Regions from separate parts of the Rattus norvegicus genome. Here region 1 is linked to region 2. Evidence: chromatin contacts called from public Hi-C data. All regions are on one chromosome and are shown on one strand. Each heading gives the region's core, a stretch centred on a gene start, on an enhancer-like site or on the middle of the called end of the contact. The rest is flanking DNA. Distances are from core to core; before and after follow the strand shown.

The links. Hi-C and Micro-C count contacts between places; a contact is called where the count stands out from the background.
Region 1: a contact with region 2 is called in a Hi-C map of the A7r5 cell line, with 8 times the contacts expected there. The contact joins two enhancer-like sites. A contact is called at or near these places in 11 of 12 Hi-C or Micro-C datasets (the A7r5 cell line, the Rat2 cell line, Schwann cells and 6 more) and 1 of 1 datasets of contacts at active chromatin or transcription factors (oligodendrocytes).

The regions. Positions count from the first base shown.
Region 1 is chr17:14,391,790-14,397,917 of GRCr8, forward strand. It overlaps the pseudogene Atp5mc2-ps5. Among named protein-coding and RNA genes, the nearest start is that of Spata31a5l1, 100 kb to the right of the region's middle. Within about 2 kb of position 3,997, at least 1 of the 93 cell types and tissues checked has an H3K27ac peak or open chromatin away from gene starts, as enhancers often do. A contact at or near this core is called in the A7r5 cell line, where this site is marked.
Region 2 is chr17:13,928,009-13,934,577 of GRCr8, forward strand. It overlaps S1pr3 (sphingosine-1-phosphate receptor 3), which reads right to left. Exons shown (of 2, transcript NM_001271143.1): 2 at 4,765-6,569. Among named protein-coding and RNA genes, the nearest start is that of S1pr3, 15 kb to the right of the region's middle. Within about 2 kb of position 2,248, at least 1 of the 93 cell types and tissues checked has an H3K27ac peak or open chromatin away from gene starts, as enhancers often do. A contact at or near this core is called in the A7r5 cell line, where this site is marked.

The sequences.
Region 1 (6,128 bases), core at 2,747-5,246, 470 kb after region 2:
AAAAGAAAAGGCCCATCCCATGGGCAAGCGCCAGTTCCTAACACTGCTAATGATACTCTGTTACGCTTGCAGACAGGAGCATGTGGTCCTCTGAGAGGCTCCGCCCAGCAGCTGACTCAGACAGATGCAGACATCCACAGCCAAACGGTGAATGGAGCTTGGAGGTTCTTAAGGAAGAGTAGGAGGAAGGAGAATGGTTCTCAAAGGGGACAGAAACTCAACAGGAAGGCCAATAGAGTCAACTAACCAGGATCTTTGGCTGGGCCAGAGCTCTAGGGACAGTCAGACACCTCTGCATGGCTTCTTGGTCTCCGGAGGCTCTCCCGGTTCCTTAACATAATTCTTTGCCTTCCACATTCATTGTTGTCCTTGGGTCTCATTCATTACACATGAACTGGTGTTGGCCTCTGCTCTTGGAGCTCTGATGGCCTTGACTGTCCAAAACTTTTGTCCCCTTCTCGGAATATTTTTAAGTTTATTAAATATCATCATCATCATCATCATCATCAACAACAACAACAACAACAACAACAATAACAACATATTTGTGTGCCTGATGTATGTGTGAGTGTGGCTACCATGCACTGTGGTGCATATACAGAGGTCAAAGGACACCATTTAGAAGATGGCTCCTCCTATCTTGTTGAGGGAGTGTCTCCCTTGTTTTTTCTGTATTGCATATTTCATGCTAGCTGACGTTTGAGTTATAGCTGATCTCTCGTCTCTGCTTTCCCATCTCAACCTAGGAGTGCTGGGACGACAGATGAACTCCACATCTGGCTTTTTTTAAATGTGGGTTCTGGGGATTGAAACCAGGTCATCTGGTCTGTGAAGAAAGCCATGTCCTGTGGACTGTCAGACCAGCACTTTCCTGACACTGACATTTCATGTCTGGAATCTGTTTTCCCACAGTGGCCTCCAGCTTGTACCAAGAGGAGGCTTTTACAACACCTTCTGAGCTTCGATTGCAAAGACTTGAGACTATCGCTGCCATTGGACCCCCAGCCTGTGACAGTTATCCCAGATAAGCTGCTCAGTAAACATGATCAGAGATACTGTCCGCCAGCAGAGAGGACTTAAGGGTCTCCTGATAGCATCCATATATCCAGGACTGAATACAAACTCAGCTGTCATAACAGAACTTACGACAATTACAACTGGGAAAAAGAAATCAGCTTCTGATACCAGAAAGAATCAGATACTGGAATTGCCTGGCAGGGATCTTAAAGAAGCCATCATGAAAGTGACAATACATGGTAAATATGGCAGTTAAGAGCACTTGTTGCTTCTGCAGAGGACCTGTATTTCTCAGCACTTATGCAGAGTAGCTCACAAGCACAGGAAACTCCAACTCCAGTGGATATGACGCCCTCTTTTGGCCTCCTTATGCATCTGCATTCTTGTACACACACACACACACACACACACACACACACACAAATACACCTACATGATTTAAAAATAGAATCTTGGGCTGGAGAGATGGCTCAGTGGTTAAGAGCACTGACTGCTCTTCCAGAGGTCCCGAGTTCAAATCCCAGCAACCACGTGGTGGATCATAACCATCTGTAACGGGATCTAATGCCCTCTTCTGGTGTAGCTGAAGACAGCAACAGTGTACTAAAATAAATCAGTAAATCTTTTTAAAAAAAATCTTTTTTTAAGTAAACCCATTATGATTTACAAACAAAGAAACAGGGAGTCTATCAAGAAAACAGCACATATACTAAGTAGCCTAGAGAAATTATAGAGTTGAGGATTAACTTCCAAATAAAAGACTCTCTCTGGATGGGCTCAATAGAAGAATGTATACACCAGGGGAAATCAGAGAAAGCAGTAGAAAATGTGCAAACTGAAAAGCAGAGGAGAAAAAAAAAACTAAAAAAGGAAAAAGTGCATCAAGGACCAATGAGAACACAACAAAAGATCCTATACTCACTTCTTAGGAGTAACAAACAGAAAGGAGAACCTGGCTGGAGACGTGTGCAAAGAGATGGCTGAAAACCATGAACCTGACAAAAATCTCTACATCGACAGTTTAGATCCGCTAAGTGGTCATAAATAGTACAGGTCTAAAGAAAGCCACGGCACGGTATGTTACTATTAAGCTAACTAGGCAGAGGGGGCGGAACATGTCTATAATTTCAGTTCTGTGGGGACTGAAGCTGAAGGATCACAAGTTCCAGGCCAGTTTGGGCTATATGAACACATGAACACACACACACACACACACACACACACACACACACACACACACACACACTTCGTGTGCACACCATAAGAAAATATTCTTGGGGCCTGGAGATAAAGCTCAGTTGGTAACATGCTTGCCTAGCATGCATGAATCCCCCAGTTCAAGCCCGGCATTCATAGACTGACTATGGCGGCACATGCCTGCAATCCCATCCCTTAGGCAGTAGTGGCAAGAGTAGCAGAAGTTCAAAGTCAGTCTGGGTTATATGACACTCTTCCTTTCTTCTTCCTTCCTTCTCTCTCTCTCTCTCTCTCTCTCTCTCTCTCTCTCTCTCTCATTAGATAAGTACACCGTAGCTATCTTCACACACACCAGAAGAGGGCATCAGATCTCATTACAGATGGTTGTGAGCCACCATGTGGTTGCTGGGATTTGAACTCAGGACCTCTGGAAGAGCAGTCAGTACTTTTAACCACTGACTCCAGCTCTGAGACTCCGTCTTAAAATATAAATAAATATAAGGGATGAAGGGAGAAGGAAGGAAAAAGGGAGGTAGATGGACAGAGAGAGGGAGGAAAAATCTACATTTCACACATTATATAACCATAATAGGCCCCAAATGTAAGTGAGAATGGAAACATGGGAGAAAGCATTTGAGTTTAGGCTTAAGAATTCTTAGACCTAGGCCTCAAAGCGTTGCTTCATTGGAAGTTAATGTGTTTTGTTTGCAAAACAACCTGCTAAAGGACAAAAGAGAAGCCACGGACCTGAAGAACGCATTTGCCAACCACTGATCGGGAAAAGCCGTTCTGTTTCTGTAAGCTCGGTATAGCCAGCTGATGGGAAACGGACAACAAGCCTTCACTTTAACTGGTGGCCTTTGCAGATGGTGAGTGGGACAGATGTCCATCATTGATCACTGCCAGGGGACAGTCATCAACCCAGAGAGCAGGTCCGGTGCAGTGGTGCTTGTGACCGAACACTGTTTTCTACAGACAATTAGCTTATTGGGGTACAGCCCATGCGGCACCTGTCTTCATAACTGAAGCCCACAGCCTATCTCAGGTTCACCCTTGTGTTCTCTGATGTTTTGGTGCACACATAAAGCCACAGTCTTATCACGACACCACCACAGGAGAGTGTCACTGCCTTAACTATCTCTTGGCCTACAGCGTTCATCCTTCTTTGGCGACCCTCAAATCCTTGTAAAACACTGACTTTTTTAAAATAGTCTCTGTGGTTTTGCCTTTTCCAAAACGTCATGCAGCGGAACTCAGAGGTACTTAACCTTTTCTGACTGGTTTTCCTCCCCCAACCCCTTACCTGAATACTTTGTTGCTTTTGCAGATTCGTTTTGTTTTGAGACAGACTCTATATAACCCTGGCTGTCCTGGAATTTACTCTCTAGACCCTGTTGGCCTCTAACTCACGCAGCTCCCTCTGCCTCTAAGGCCGGGGCCACCACAGGGCTTAGCTTGTGTCTTTTTGTGGCTGGTTAGCTCATTTCCCTTCACCGCTGAGTAACTGGGCTGACACACCGGACTTTTCATTTTTACTCTCCTTCATCTAGTAATGGACATCTTGGTTGTTTTTCTGTGTGGACAAGGAAGGAAGCTGCTGTGTGTGGATTTTTCTGGAGCCTTTCGATTCCTTTGTTTCATCACCAAGGAGTAGCTGGGTCAAGGATTTAATTTTCTGAGGAACTCCTGATGGTCTCCTCAGGTCGCCACACCTGCTCACATTCGCGCTAGCACTGAATGAGTCAGTGGCTATCTTTGCCAGGGTTTGGTGTCATCGGTGTTTGGGACCTGGGCTATTTTACCAGGGCTTAACTGCCGTCTCGTAGCTGCTTCATGCATTTCTCATACTGTGTGGTTTTTGCTCATCTGTTTGTTTTCCCGACTCTGCGTCTTCTCTGGTGAGGTATATGGTCAGATGGCTTGCTACTATAATCACGGTTTGTTTTAATACGGAGACATTTGCCGAGTTCTTGTGTAGTTCAGATCCAAAGACTATGAGATGGTGCTTTGCAATCCCCCTGCCCTCCCCCCAAATCTCTGACTCATCTTTCATTCTTTAATAGTTTCTTTCTCAGATAAGAAGTCTTTATTTTTAAGAGATGCGTGTGCTTACGTGTGCGTGGCGCACATGCGAAGGCCAGAGGGACCTAGGGTGTCAGTCCTAAGGGGTTTCCCACCTTCCATTTGATGCAGGGTCTGCAACTTTGCTACATAAACAAGACTAACTGGCCCCCAGCTTCCAGGGACCTTCTTGTTTCCGTTCCCCATTTCATCATTTCCGAGATTACAGACACGGGTCCTGGAGGATCCAAACTCGAGTCCTCACACACACAAGGCTTTACCAGAGGAGCCGGCTCCTTGGCCCCAGAAGTCTTTAATGACACCCATTTACCAGTTTTTACGAATCGTATCTTAAAAGTTATTACCAAGTATAAGATCGTTTAGATTTTTTTCCTGTGTTATCTTTTAGACATTTCTTTTAGTTTTGTGCTTTAATTTTTAAGTCTGCGATTCATTTTAATATTAACTGTACCTCAGTGTGGCACAAACTGCCCAGTGACCGTGTCCAGTCCTGTCTGGCGTGCTGCCCCTTTCTTTACTGTGTCGACTTTGCTGCAGCTGGCCGTGTGTACGTGGACAGGCGCTCTCTCTGTACCTTCATTCAGTCATCCATTCCGTGCTGTCTTCGTTACCGGAGCTTCACTGGAAGGCTTGAAGCTGAGTCAGCACTCCGGCTTTGTCCCTAGTCAATTTCGTGTCGGCCACTCTGGTCTTATTTGGTTTTTCCATATAAAATCTTTTCATGAAGAAGTCGACTTCTGGAATCACACTGGATCTTCCAGATCAAGTTGGGAGGAATGTCTTAACCATGTTTTTTTTTTTTTCTTATTAATACAGTATTTATTTGTCTTCTCTTTGTCAAACCCTGAGCCAAGCACTTTCCCCAGACTTCTTGGGGAGGCACAGGAAAAGGAACACACAAGGCAGACGAGACACGGAAGAACCACGGGAGGTGGAGCTGGAGACAGCTGCTTCACATGGTGAAGAGGATGAGGAAGGCCACCATAGGCAAAAGAGCCCCATGGCCTCAAAGAGGTCGAGACCCATGGCCTCAGAGAGGGCGAAGAGAGGAGAAGAGTTGCTGCTTCAGAGAAGAGTTCCTGGCATAGCCAATGATGAGACTCCCCAAAACAGTCCCAATTCCTGCCCCAGAGCCAGCCACCCCAACTATAGCAGCCCCAGGTCCAATGAACTTGGCGGCTTGTGTCGATGTCCCTTGAAATGGCGCTGGTTTGGAAGCTGTGGGCTAGGGATAAGCGAGGTCAGAGGCCGCCAGACCGCCAAGCTGCTGAGGCCCTCATCTGTGGGCATCTGTGGTCGCTTCAACTCCACTGAGGAGAGCGGACAACTCAGCAGCTGAGAGGCGCTCCTTATAGGGGAGCGGGTAGAGACTTGGAGCAGGCAAGGGGTGAGGGGCAAAGGCAGAAGAGCTGCTCCCAGGGTAGAGAGGACAGAGAGGGGGTGGGGTGTCTTAACCAGGTTAAGTCTCATCCATGAACGTGGACTGTCTTTCCTGTGATTTCCTTCAGAGGTTTTTCCCATTCAGATCTTGAATACATCTCTGTCAGTATCTCCCCGTGATGGGGTCGCCATAATACAGAGGCTGCAGGACGCAATAACGCTATGCAGTTTTGAGTACCCCGATACGAGTTGAGTTATGTTGTCTTTTCTTTCTTCTTAAAAGGTCCCTAACACATTCCAAGGACGCTAACTCAAAAATATTAGGCTGTGGCTGTAGCTCAGTGGTAGAGTGCTTGCCCAACACACACGAGCCCTGGGTTCGATTCTCAGTAAAAAATAAAGAGGCGCGGCACTGGGAGCCGGCCCAGTAGTTAAGAGCACCCACTGCTCTT
Region 2 (6,569 bases), core at 998-3,497:
GTACTGCATTCTCTTCTTGTTGAAGTGAGTTGAAACCCAACTTCCCCAAGACAGTGATGCAGCAGAGGCCACCCCCGCGAAGCTCATCCCCAGTACAACCAGGACAATGTGAGCTCTCTCTGAATAATAGGTTCTCTGAAGCCATGGCTTGCACGCCACACCCCAGGGCTTCCCTCAAAGAGTGGTGTGGATAGATAAATATGTGAAGTGACTTCCTGGGACTCTTGACTCACAAAGTGCATCTCTGTTTTCCCCCATGGGACCAAAAGCAGCTTCTGCGGATGGTGACAACCAGATTTTTGGTTGGATAGCATTTAGGAGGATAGCAGAAAGGTTGCAGAAGAGACCATGTGCCCAGAAACATCTGTGTGATGCTAGTTCTTAGGGAAATTTTGGAGTTTTTTGTTTTTTGTTTTTTCTAGAAAGGCAATGTAGATAAACCCCACTCCTGGAACATAATACAAACCTAGAAATTTTGGCCTTATCTGGGTTAATGGGCAGGTGTTTCCAAGATGTTTCAGCTGAAGGGGCCCTTGTATATCAGCTGAAGAAATTGGATGGCAATGGTCAATGGCTAGATCTAGGAAAGAATGCAGGACTTACTAAGGTCTTCTGAGGCTCTGACAGTAGCTCACCCACGTGGAAGCAACAGGCAATTCATTTCTCCTCATACTTCCCATTTCGAAGTATAGGAAGGACTGAACCACTTGCCTGAGAGAGACAGGACTTGTGATTGGTGAATTAGCTAATTTTCTACCAAAGGGAGCTCCAGGGGATATTTGGATACCTATAGTTTACTTTGGAAATGATCCCGGAAGTCAAGAAGGAAATAGCTGCTAAGGAATGCTTGCATTGTGGAGCACGACTCCACCAAGGGTTCACTGGGGGCATCTACATGCTGCTGAGCCCCAGGAGCAGAACCGAACACACCTAGGATAGCCAGTGGATGGGGCAGGGAGGAGCTCCACCACAGTCAGCATGGATGGAAGACTATCTCCAGAGATTTCTGCCCAGCCACGTGCATGGCTGTGCACACTCTGTGAGCTGGGGCATCCTGGGGCAGAGATCGGTATTTGTAATAATCAGTCTCAGAGCCGAAGGCAGACACCAAAGAACCAGGCTCCCTGGACCACACACATAGATTTCAAGGCTCTGCCCCCTGAGCTCCTGACTTAGTAGGCCTAGTGTAAAAACAGAATGCTTGAGTTTTCAGCGTGAGGACACGCGGATGCCAAAGGTCTGGGCTTTGACGTTGACTGGTGGGCGAGTCTCCAGCCCTTCCTTGACTCTTATTGGTGGACTCCATCTCCACCGTTTATGAGGAAAATTTCACACCACTTCACATCGTATATCTCAGGCCCATACTGTGAATTTAAAAATGGGGAATTAATAATTACTTATAACTCCCTGCAACTGTGGCTGGCAGATAAAATGCCATCTGCCAGACAAGATTTATTTATAATGGGGTTTATACATATTTATAAGTTTGCAAGCAACGAATGCACAGTTTTAAAACTGGCACATTTTATATTGGCTAGAAAAAAATTGCAACTTTATACTAGGGCTTTTCGGGTGTGAACTGCATGTGTGTATTATACACACGCAGATGCTTTCCTTAGGTCAGATGGGATGTGCACCTCGGCACGTATATGTCCAGACACAGATCAGCTCTGTGCTGAGCCTCTGGGGTTTCCTGACATGGACAACTGGATATGAAAAATAACACCAAGGTTGGCGGTTGTTGATCGGTTCTCATTTGCAGACCCGCAGATCAGAGTTCATGGTCTCACAACCCATGGCACAGAAAGGGAAGGAGGGGCTCTCACCACGGGCCATGACAGAGGGAAAGCAAGCCTCATGTGTGGTACATTTCCGTAACCCTAGCACTTGGGTTAAGGTAAAGGCTAGTTCAGGGCTAACCTGGGCTACATGAGACTGTGTCTCAACAGAACTAAACAGAAGGGCGGGGAGCAGCCAGCAGAAGACAAGGAAGAGGCAGGTGTTGGAGAAGAGGAAAAGGGACAGGCAGATGAAAAACCTGCAGACTCACATCCTTTCTTGACCCAGCTTTAAGGTGGATGGGTTCCTGTTTATAATCTAACTAGAACCCCACCCCCAACATGCTCGGGGGAAGTGTGAGAGTGTTGGAGTGGGAGGAGGCCTTACAGGGCTGGTGTGCCCACTTTCAGTATGGACAAAGGATCAGGCTCAGGAATGAGCTGGGGGTGCTGAAGGCTTTTGCCCAGTAGATGGCGCCGCTGTGGAGCCCTCGGGAAAGAAAAGGGTGCAAAAGTTCACGCGACCACATCCTTCATGGAAACTGCTGACATCAGCAGGATGCTGGGGACCAGGTTGAAAAGCCTTCCTTTCCACTCCCTGCCCTCTCAGATGCCCTGGGGTGAGTCCATGAGACCCCCAAACACACTTACGATTCCTCTCTTAGGGTGTAAGAGAAACCACAGGAAATGAACCCACTGTACGTAGAGGGCCATGCCTATGGGGTGAATTTGAAACCCGAGCTACCGAGGACGTACAGGTTCACACTGGAGGAAATTCCTTTACCACAACCAAAGTCACTCACAGTGGAGTCAAGCAACAGCTCAGGAGACAGAGACGAGTAGACTAACCAGTCTGGGGACCACGAGTTTCTTTTCTTCTTCTTTTTCCTTGTTTAACACTGTGTGTGAGTTGCCAATTGAATGTTCTCTGTTTGGCTGACTTTTGGATATAACCTGTTTCTGAGTATTGTGAAATTATGTGAATTTCTTTGTGTTCAGAATGAAACATTTAATGTTTAAGAGCCCCAGGCTTAGGGGATAGCTCGGCATAAACGTAATGTGTAACAAGGTATTTTAACAGTTTTTCAAAAGCATTCTGGTGGTCAATTATACATATTGCTATATGAATATTTGAAAGTATCTCTTTTGTTTCTGTTACCTTTTGTGAAGCACCAACAGTTACTGTAACAGCGTCTGTCTGGGAGAATGGCCAACCGCCCCTGTCTATTCTGATATTGGCATGGAATTCACTCCCTAAGTCACCTGGGAGGAACAGAAATACAAAGCCAACTTTAAGGTTCCTAATATTTTTCTATGATAGAACTTAGGCGATTTGATGAGCATTCGGAGACCCCAAGATGTAACAGGTGAAGGTGATCGGTCAACTTGGACTCCCTCACCTCTTGGGACTCTTTAGAGAAACGGTGTTGCTTCTGGTCTCATGCCTTTCACCACAGTCCCGGCACGCCATAGCCAAGCTTCTGGGATAACCAAGTGGAGGCAGCATATAACATCCCCTCCTGTGGCCCAGGTATGGCAGGTGGCAGGCTAACTCTAGACAATGCTGCTGTCCTCATTATTAGGTACTGGAGTGCGTGCCTTTATCAGCGGGACGGCCACCCATGCACTTCTGATTCCAGAGCAGCCCCTCTGGCCCTCTGACTTAGACACTAAGACCACGTGGGTTTTTGCGTCCGTCCATACAGTCCCCAAAGCATGGAACAAGCGGTGTAGCTAGACGTTTTCTAGAAGATGCACCTCGTTATGTTTCTGTGACCGGCTCTTCTCCCAGCACACAGAATAACCACGGCTCGACGATTGAGAGAAGCAACCATTTTTAAATAGTTAATTGTTTCAGTGACTATAGATGTAAGTCTGTTGGCAATAAAAGCTACCGTGAAAAGTGTCTCTCATTTGCGTGAGGGAGGTCACGTCTGTGTGTGGGGGTGGGGTGCTGTAACGCACGTGTGGAAATCAGAGGACAACTTGTGGGGGGGGGCGGGGTTCTCCTTCTACCATGAGGGCCCTGGGGATCGAACTCAAGTTCAAACATCAAGTTTGGTGGCAGGCAGCATCGCCTTCTGAGCCATTCACCAGCCCTGGAGCTTGTAATGCCACGGAGAAGACAGGAAGATAGATTAAAGTCTTTCTCTACAAAATGGGTGTTCTGTTTTTCCTCACGGGGGGAAAAAAGGTAACTCGTCAGAACCGCTTGAAAGATTCATGCCAGCTTTGGCATCTGGAGCATAGATGGCCTTGGGCAGGTCAGAGGTGATAGACAGCGGGAAGGTGAAGTGGGGCTTTTTACTCCCAGTTCTAACAACTGTTATCAACAAAGACTCACACATGTGGGTCCTCTTCCTGTGGGATGCAGGTTAGGGGCTAAAACTTGACATTTGTAAAACAGGGAGCCAGTTCCGCTGGCTGCTCACGCTTGGTCATCTGCAGACACTGGCAAATGAAGGCCAGTCTCTGGTTGGATGACATTTTTACTTTTTAATTTTATAATTTCTTCTCGACAGAGAGGCTGTCACCATTCTCCAAATCATAGGATCTGCTGGGAAATGGCTCCCCCCGGGGATGCTCTGCCCTTATGTAAACGTCGTGTGTGGCAGTTTGTGTCTGTAATCCCGGAAGGAGGCACACCGATCCTGGGGGCTTGCCGGCCAGTCAATCTAGGCAAAGCCGGCAGCTTCAGGTTTAGTGAGAAATGCTGTCTCAAAAAACAAGAGGAAGAGCAATAGAGAGAGAGAGAGATCCAACATCAACCTCTGGCCTCCACTGCATGCACAACAGTGCACATATGCACGCGCAAACACACACACACACACACACACACACACACACACACACACACACACTCACCAAGATGGGTGAGGTTTATTCCTGAAACGCTGCGAGACCAGGTACTAGGAGAAAAGCAAGACCACTACACCCCCTGAGTGTCATTGCAGAACAGTAGAACATACCACACAGGCCTCCAGGATGGGTTTATATAAAGGCTTTTGGTTTTATTTATTATTAACAAACATAAACTGCAAGTAGTAAAGGTCACTCGCTACCTGGGGCAGGCCCCAGGGTCTCTGGCTTCTCTTGTTTCCGACCTTCGGGGTGAGGGTTTGGGTGCACTCGGTCTCAATGCTGTCTCGGTGGCTTAGCTAGGGAAAGGAGCGCACACTGGCGTCACGGATGATTGCTCCATTTGGCATACATCAAGTGAGTGCAATTAGGTCTTAGTGTATTTCTAATTTCAACTGCTCGACACTCTGTCATTCTACAAATGTCACCTCCTAGCTGGGGATGGTAGGTGTGGCCCTCTGCAAGGGCTGTTGAATGAAAGCAGACACAGGAGGATATAGAGAAGTCAGAGTCATGTACAATGTGTTATTAATATTAGTGACCCAGATCCATGGCCTCGAAGCATTCCGATTAGGGAAGAGCACGTCCTCAAGCCCCATTCATTTTCCACCTCAACTCCCCCACACACTGGCCTGTTATTTTCCCTCAGCCCAGCACTTGCATGCTTTCCTTTCCCAGAAATGCCTGGGTTTTTTGTCAACACCATGATGAGAGAATAAGTTATTTTCTCGGTGACGTAGAGAAGAGACAGATAGGCCAATGATCCAGCAGAATTCCCTGGCAGTGACCTATATCCACCAGGGGAAGTCTTTCGTTAGTCAGTCCATGGTTACCTAGGGCCCAGGAAAAGTGTCCCTAAGCAAGAGCAAATGCCATCAAGTAACCATTGAGAGAAAAATCATCTTTAAAAAGGTTGGTAGGTGTGTCTCTGATGCTAATCAACTTATGGGGAGCTCTGACATGAAGTTTCCCCGAGTGTGAGTCCTTCCAAAGACTGTTCTGGGAGCATGGGTGCTGGCTGCTCTCTCCAACATACCCACCTGTGTGTCCCGCGGGCAGAGTCCTTGGGGAGGGGATTTCAGAGGTGTCTTCTAAGCGTTTTCCTTACAGGATGGACAAAGGAACGCAGGTCCAAGCGGTGGAGCGCCCATCATATGGGCATGGGAATGGTTCTCTCTGAAGAGGGTGCAAAGAACCACATCACGCCTCCTAGCCTGGCGGATTCCTCTCACTGAAGGGTCCTGGTCAGGGTCCACAATTGAGGGAGACGAGAAGCTTTGCTGACAGCTTCAGCTCCTTGCCAGCAAAAGGTGGCGGCAAAGCTGACTGGCATCAAGCTTCTCTACACACGAATCAAGCTTCTCTACATGGAACTGAACTCAGTACCATACAGTTGAAGGGCTGGCTTGTGAATGTCACTGCTGGAAACTCTCTACATGCAGCAGACTGCCGTCCCCTGGAAGGGTGACCCACGGTGGAGAGCACCTTGCCTCTCCTCATGGGCTCTTCCTTCAGTGATGCCAGCATTTTGAGAGATCCTGGCTGGCTTTTCAGTGATTTTCAGAAATGCCTCAACGATCACATAATCTGGCTTTCAGATGTACTTAAGCTTATGGAAGGGACCCAAGAGGGAGGGACACGGGTATGTAAAGGTGAGACCCACACACCTGGGCTGCTCTTGGGTGAGGCTTTTTGAGAATAAGGAATACTTGAGTAACTTTTCACAGCCATGAGCTAGGACACCGGCACAAGGGCACCGGGAAAGGCGCACCACCTTATCACATGCTGAATCCGGTACAGCTGTGCCTGCAGGTTCGGACCAACCGTTACACAAGATGTGGGGGGACCAACACTTTGTAATGGGCTCCACCTGGGAAAACCTGGCATACACATTCTGTACAACACAGCAACGGACAGACACATACAGGAGCA